Linked DNA regions of Mus musculus: region 1 is linked to region 2. The links are chromatin contacts, called in public targeted proximity ligation maps. All regions are on one chromosome and are shown on one strand. The core of a region is the stretch at or near the end of the contact, and the rest is flanking DNA. Distances in the headings are between cores, read along the strand shown.

The links.
Region 1: a contact with region 2 is called in a targeted proximity ligation map of pancreatic cancer cells. A contact is called at or near these places in 4 of 39 promoter capture datasets (embryonic stem cells, stem cell-derived epiblast-like cells and trophoblast stem cells), 1 of 484 Hi-C or Micro-C datasets (large pre-B cells), 2 of 130 datasets of targeted methods (embryonic stem cells and pancreatic cancer cells) and 2 of 9 other capture datasets (embryonic stem cells and pancreatic islet).

The regions. Positions count from the first base shown.
Region 1 is chr19:36,735,298-36,739,232 of GRCm38.p6, forward strand. It overlaps Ppp1r3c (protein phosphatase 1, regulatory subunit 3C), which reads right to left and starts at 1,307. Exons shown (of 2, transcript NM_016854.2): 1 at 1,256-1,307. The coding sequence starts at 1,269.
Region 2 is chr19:36,494,678-36,498,543 of GRCm38.p6, forward strand. No RefSeq gene overlaps it. Among named protein-coding and RNA genes, the nearest start is that of Gm32143, 42 kb to the right of the region's middle.

The DNA.
Region 1 (3,935 bases), core at 57-2,556, 240 kb after region 2:
GCTGTTTTAAAATACACTGAAGATATATGAATTTATAAATACTGAAAACTACAAAGGAAAACACTAAGATGTTCATTATCTTTGACTGATGGAATTATAGCATCTACTGGTTTGGGCTTCTATGATGTTTCCTGTTGTTGAGCAGGTCCTATTTACAAGTAGGAAGGCAATAACAATAGTTTGCATCAAACAAAGAACCATCCATCAAGACTTTTCTGGCCTTTCTTTCCCTTGAACCACACTATAATTCCACACTTACAGAATTAGGTTTTTCCTCTCCAATGTCAGCCTTATAAATCAAAGAAACATGAAATACAGTAGGTGCCATTTTGGAGTCTGGGGCTTTATTAATTATTTATTCTTTAACAGTTTATATATGTATATAACATATTTTGATCATAAATATAGTCTGGCTTGAAGAATTCTCTTCATACCAGTGCTAAGCACAGCACCCTGTATATGGTCATCATCACAAAGTGGCCTGTAAAGAATGTATACTGAACTCACTTTAATAGCTCTAGGGTTTTTCTGAGAGGATTACAAACTTCCAGCAACAAAACCTCAAAGTCTATTTGTCTCACAACCATTAAGAGGCAGGATTTGGGGAGGGAGAATTCTTGGACTAAGTTACAACTGGAGATGCAACATTTCGTGAGATGGTCTTGGTTGCCTGGTTGATGGAGCTGTTGTTCGTTTTTTATTGGTTGAGCTGTTCTTGTTTTTCTTTTTGTTTTAGTTTTTTTGGTTTTTTTCCTTTTTTACTCCTGCATTTATAGAAAGTTTTAGTAGTGGGCTATTTCCCTGGAATTCTAAGTCCTGGCCAAGAGTTAAAAATAATAGCTTGCTCAAACTCTAAGACTGCATTTTCTATGACAAACCAGGAGAGGGGAAGTGGGGAAAGAAGAAATGCAAAATCCTCTACCTTTTGCCACAGGCTAAACTACCTCATCAATAAAACTAAGCTGCACCCAAGTGTTTGGGTCTTTGAGCTCAAAGGCAACAGAGTCACTTCAGCAAAGGAATCCCAGCTAAAACTGACTCACTAAGGCAGTTTCTACTGTGAGATGTAGATTCCCAAAACAGGCGCTAAGAAATACAACTCAAATTCCATCCCTTCAAAGCCTCCGGGACGATTCAACTCAGCCATCAACCTGGGAGTCTCCCATCTGCAGAGAAGACAAAACCACAAAAGCCCCCAAAGTCCCCGCAGCTGCAGGCTCCCCTCCATTCGGGCGCAGAGTTGCACTGAACCTACCTGGTGCAGCTCATTGGACCGAGAGGCAGCGGCGACCGCGACAACCGCACCCTGAGCAACTTCGCACTCAGTACTTAAGAGGATGCAGCGCCGCGGTCCAGCCGGCCGACTGACCGCAGGCAACCGGGAGGCAGCTTATCAAAGCCAGATCACGTGAACCGGTCCCTCCGACCAATCAAAGGCCGTGCGCCCTGACCAACCACTGTGCAGCTGGGGCACGAGCCCCTGCCCCTGGAACGTGATCACCGCGGGGCTGGATGTGACCAGAGCGTGCTGGAAGGCGGCCGTAGAGTCCCTGAGCCCTGGGCCAGCGGGATCCAGCCGTGTTCCCGGAGCCTGGCGTGCAGCACGTAGCTCACGGCTCGCAGCTGGCCTTCTGCAGCTTGTGCGAGCCTGGCGGGGTCTTCTATGGAAACGCGTAGGTCTGTGCAGAGTTGAATCTGAGCTCAGAAAGTTGTGGCTCCGCCCGGTGTCTGTGTTATTTGAAATGCTTGTGATGCTCCTTGCTTTGTGTCCAAGCACCTTGGCCCAAGCAAAGAGAAGTTGGCTGGCTCTTCTTCCTCCACAAATAAAGTCACACAGCCACTCAAATGTTAAGAAAACACGTGAGCCCATGAAACGAAGTGGCCGTGTGTGTGTGTGTGTGTGTGTGTGTGTGTGTGTGTGTTTCCCTCTGAAGACAGAGGCAGAGAGGGCCAGTCTGTACAGCCTAGCGAGACTCTGCCTCTGAATAAGCAAATGGAGACTATGTGCTGACCTATTCAGTTCTCTGCTTGGGAGAGAGAACTATAGGCCAACATGAAGTTACTGTCCTTGCTCATTGTCACCAATTGCAGCAGACAGCCCAAATCCCTAGACTGAGTTATGACATCCTTAGGCAGAGGTCAAAATCACAGTTGATTTCATGCCCTACCCACCCAGCGGCTTTCGCTGAGATTTCTTTCTTTTCTTCTGTGCACATAACCAACACAAAGCAAAACTAAAATAAATATTTTTTAAAGAAACGTCTACTGAACATCACAGAGGAAAAAACTTGATAATTGGACTTTTAAAAACTAAAAAGTTCGACCGGGTGTGGTGGTGCATGCCTTTAATCCCAGCACTCTGAAGGCAAGAGTCTGGAGGATCTCTGTGAGTTCGAAGCCAGCCTGATCTACAGGATGAGTTTCAGTAGTTACACAGAGAAACCCTGTTGGGGGGAGAGAGAGCAAGGCGCGCGCACGCGCAGGGGCGGGGGGAGGCATATCTGTTAATCAAATATAAAATTGTTTTCTTCTTTTGTTTTTTGTTCTTCCCCCTTTCCTTTCCTCCCTCCGAACATTCCTACGTTCCTTGGTCTCTTTCAAATTCATGGCCCTTTTTCCCCCTACTTGTTGTTCTATGCGTATGAATACTGATTATTTTTACAAAGTCCATGACCTAGCTCTGCTTGGCTATCTAGAAGCCAATTAGAATGTGCAAAAAATTCCTCTGTCATGTAACTGTCAGACTCAAGAATTGTTACAATGGAGTAAAGAATAAGAACCATGCTATGGGGCTGGAGAACGGCTCAGAGGGTAGGAGTCCCTTGCTCTTCTTTCCACAGACCAGAGAGCAGGTCGTACCACCCAGCTCAGGCGCTCATACACAGCCTGGAACTCCAGCTTCAGGGGCTCTACCGCCCTCCTCTGGCTTTTGCAGGACCTGCACACATGTGCACATAACCAACACAAAGTAAAACTAAAATAAATATTTTTTTAAAGAAACGTCTACTGAACATCACAGAGGAAGAAACTTGATAATTGGACTTTTTAAAGATTTATTTTTATATTAGACATATGAGTGTTTTTTACCCCTCTGTATGTATGCATACCACATACATGTAGTGCCCTCAGAGGTCAGAGGTGGGCACTGGATACCCTGTCATTGGTTGTAAGCCACCACGTGGGTGCTGGGAACCAAACCCTGGTCCTCTACCAAGGGTAACAAGTGCTCTTAGCCGCTGGACCATCCCTCTCTCTCCCTCTCTCTCTCTTGGGCTTTACTTCTGAATAAAGCACCTGACCAACAGCAGAACTAACGCCCCTCTCAAGATGGCCAAGACCACGTGAAAGGCCAATGTTTAGGGTTTTAATCCTCACCTGAACCCAGGCAAGTTCTAGCCTCAGATTCCTGTTGTGCAATATGGAGATGGTAAATTTGCTTTGAGGAATAAACTTGTGTGTATCAGCAACATCCCACGTTAGAGCTCAGTTCAATACTCGATCCTCCTGTGCTCATTTCTACTCTCACCTCAGCAAAGTTAGTACCTGAGAGAAGCAGCAGTCACCACCATGCATGGCTCATTGAGTCTTATCATGGGCCAAGCATGCGCACCATGTCATCTGTTAAATACTTACAGCATCCTACATGGAACTGCCTGTCATAAATACCATCTTAGATAAAGGAAAACCATTAGGAGATCAAGAAACCTGGCCGGGACCTTCCAAGTAGAGTTGTGGCTCTCTGGGATCAGAACCTGCATGCAGGATAACTGCCGTCTGCCCCATTCTGGCTTCCTTTCATTAATGGTCAGTTACAAGGATAAAGACAGGAGGCGCCTTGTGTATTGTTGGCTTCAAACACTTTGTGTTTCACAGTTGATAAATCTAAACCCCGAGGAGGAAGCAGAGCTGGTAGCCAAGGGCTGGTTAGGTCAGAG
Region 2 (3,866 bases), core at 1,349-3,848:
AAAAGTTTAGATTTGTAATTCTTTTAAGATTTTATAAGATTAGTTTTAAAGATAAATAATAAAATTATTACTCCTTTCTTTGTAACCTCAAATTGCTGCCTGCCAGTAAGAGAAACTAGCTGAGAAAACTACCTTGCTTGCTTACACTTTGTTAATCTGAGTGTATGTGGGTTTCTGAGAATAATTTGTTTTATTTACCTGTACTACATAATGTTATTTCTTATATAGGTATTGGAAAACACATTGTTTTTTTCATAATCATTTATCAGAAGAAAACTAAAACATAATCACATTATAATTGTATACTGCTTGAAAGATTTTGCTGGAATATATAAGCTGTGAAAGAAGGAATAAAGTATGATGTAGCTGGAAAATTGTTCCTCCCATCCATCAACTCTATGTGTGTGTGTGTGTGTGTGTGTGTGTGTGTGTGTATGAATTTTCTCTCTTCTTTTTCTTGCCATTCCCAAGGAGTTAAAAGAGTTCATAGTTTTTCCACTGGCCACAGAGAGCACCAGCCCCAGAAAATTAAGCTTTGTTTCCTCAGAAAAAATTCTGCTGAGTAGCTTCTCTAATCCTCCAATCACTGGCGCTTTTGGTAGCAGCCCCTAGAGTTATCTGGGTCCACCTAGTCATCGGCTCTAAGTACTGACCGCCTAAGGTTGCCTGCCTTGGTTTACCCACCATATGGATGGCAAAGCCAGAGGCACTGGCACAACACCCCCCACAAAGATAAATAAAATCAATCCTTAAGAACAATAAAAAGAAGGAAAAAGAAGAATCCGTTCTGTCTAATTTTGATCCAACTTTGAACCCTGAGTTAAGGTCAAAGTGCAAGCCAGAGAGAGAAGCCAGCTCACTAGCCTTGTTAAGATATATTTTAAGGGTCTGGAGAAATGGATCAGCAGCTCAGAGCACTTACTGATCTTCCAAAGGACTGGAGTTTGGTTCCCAACACCCACACGGTGGCTCACAACCATCTGTTCCGAGGGATCTGACACCTTCTGATGCACATACAAACATGCAGGCAAAACTGCCATATATAGATAAAAAGGAAACTTATTTTAGAGAGACTGAACTGTAGTAAGATCTTGAGCAAGGCTTTTCCTGGTGTTGCAGAACTGGCTAGCCACCAGGCTGATAAGTAGCCTGCATCACATAGGGGGCCTGGCACGTCCTTGGGGGAAAATAAGAACAGCTGGCTCACTCAGTTACTCAGCTTGCAGCATATGATTCTTTCCTATCTCTGTGGACTATATAGGCCACTGTGGGAAACAGTTCTGAGCCTCAGAGTGTCAGACCTTAGGAAGGGCTCAGTTCCCCTTCTGTGCCTGTAAAAAAAACATCATTAAAAGAGACAGAGTGTGACCACGGTTCGGACAAGAGGGGTCTCCATATTTTGTTTTCTGCTTGGATGCAGGCTTATTTGATGGAGTTCTTCTGCCCACTGTCTGTCAGAGGAGAGGGAGCTGGACAGAGGCTACAACCTGGAGGGGTCTGCCTGCTTGATCTCAGATGTGACAAAGTTATGTGGGCTCCCTGAAGAGAAATAGTCCTCTCAATCTCAATCTCTTTCTCTCTCCCTCTCCCCCACACCCCCTCTGTGTGTGTGTGTGTGTGTGTGTGTGTGTGTGTGTGTGTGTGTATGTGATTACAGTGCCTTGCAAAGCCAGAAGGTATTTGAATCTCCTCCAGTTGGAATTGCAGGTGCATGTGAGCCACCTGACATGACAGCTGAGTTCTCTATGTGAGCTGTACGTGCCCTGGACTGCTGAGCCATTGCTCCAACACCTTAAGCCCACTCTAATAGCTCACTTCTTAACTTACACATCCAGCTAAAAGCTACTTGGACTGTCCCTTACACAGCAGATTGCTTTCCCCAAACTAAGAAGCCAATGAGCTGGAAGTCATACTTAGCCAGAAACCATTAGGAGACATTTGACTGTGCTTGGACTCATTTTTCATTGTTCCAGCTGGAGGCGGGGCACTTCTGACATCAAGTTTGTAGAGACCAGACATGTTACTAAACCCTACACATCACACAGGACCACGCCCCACAGCTGCATTTGGACAAAATACCAAAAGTGCCGAGATCGACTGGAGTGGGCACTGAATGTCAGAGTCTTTCATAAGTACTGTCATTCCTCCTACAATAGTCATTAGCTCTTCTGTCTTGTGGCTGAGGAATTGGGGCTTACAGTGGTTTCCTCCAAGCCACACAGCAAGTAAGGAGTGAGGGTGAACTTGAACATAGGTCAGTTCAAAGCCCTTCCAGGTTCTTGCAGTGTAAAGCAGGAACAGAAGGAGTTGAAAGAGAGCAAGGTCTAAGAAAAGGAACAGGGACTGGGGGATGCCCTCCCTGCCAGGAATGTTCCAATGCCACCCGCGTGCCACCTCATTTGAAATCTGCAAAGAGGGGAAAATGTAACCTTGAGCAGTCTCTGCTCCCTTGGCTAAGATAGCTTAACAAGATCCTGCTCTACATCAGAGATGATGGAGCTGTGACTCTAGTCCCGGGAGCCCACAGTGCTTACACTGCTGAGCCATCTCCCATCTGCCCGAGGCCCCAGCTGTGTTCCCAATGAATCATGGCCATCAGCTCGGGGGAGCCATGCCAAACTCCTCTCCATTCTGCCTTTGGTATGGCAGGCCTGGCCTCCTGCGTGCCCTGTGACTCACTGCCAATAAGGTCACCCTATGAAGCCATCTGGTAAGTGTAATTCACATTCTTCATGAGGTCTACCTTGTTGTGCCCTCCCCTTTCCTTCCTTCCATAATTTCATATTTTTCACCCCATAGCCCCTCAAATGAAGCTTGAACATTTTCTAAGCGATCCTGTCCTTCAGAGGTAGATTCCCCATCTTAATTATGCTCTTCAAAGTACCATGCCAGCTGGGAACTGACTCCTTTGGTTTTCTTAATGTGACCCTGGGTTTGAAACCCAGAGCCTCAAGAACTTAGATCCTACACTGCAATACCCTTCTGCCTCCAGCTCAGGGATAACTCCTTTGTTTAAAGGGACAGAGACATGTAAATTCAATCCAAACTAGCACCAAACAAGAAGAGCCCTCAAGTGTCACAGACTTTTAGAGAATTTATATTAAAAGCTTCCAGAGACGTGGGCACTGTGAAAGTTCTTGTTTATCAGGAATGGAATTGTTTGCTCCTCACCAGGGCTGCAAGAATAAGCACACCTTTCATTAGCTGAGCGCATGTAGGTACACACCTGCTGGGCTTTTAAAGGGCATACTTTCTTTAGCCAAATATGGCCTTGGCATACAGCCAGGCTCGTAGGGGCTCACAGTATCTCACCTTCAGCCTGACTGATGTCATGTGACCTCCATCTTACCAGGACCTAAGCTTTGGGTTGGGTGAGGGGTGGGTTCTTCATTAGGGGTCGTGGTTCAGATTTTCACAGCCTCACTCAGTCCTCTTGCTGTTGGCTAGTATCATCTCAGCGGCTCCTAGAAATAGATTGCACTGTAAAAATGGCAATGATGAAGCAATGAAAACAACAAAAATGTGTGGGGTTCTAAAAGCCAAAAACACAGTAAGTAAAGCCACTCAAAAGAACAGCCCATCGGGTGACAACGAGAAATGTATTTTTTTTTATAGATTATTTCTGATTTCTGAGCAGTTGCAACAATAACAAACGTATTGAGGCAAATCTCTCCATCCCAAATATGCCCTGGCAATGAAAACACAACACAATTAATATGATTACATGCTGTGCACCTAGATTGGGCAGATCTACCGCTACACTTCCATCTTCCACATCTATGAGACCCCTTAGAACTTGCAGTTTTCTCCAGGCCATGTGCTTCTCTGCTTTTCTTCCTCCTCCCCCTCTGCGACCTCTCTCTCTC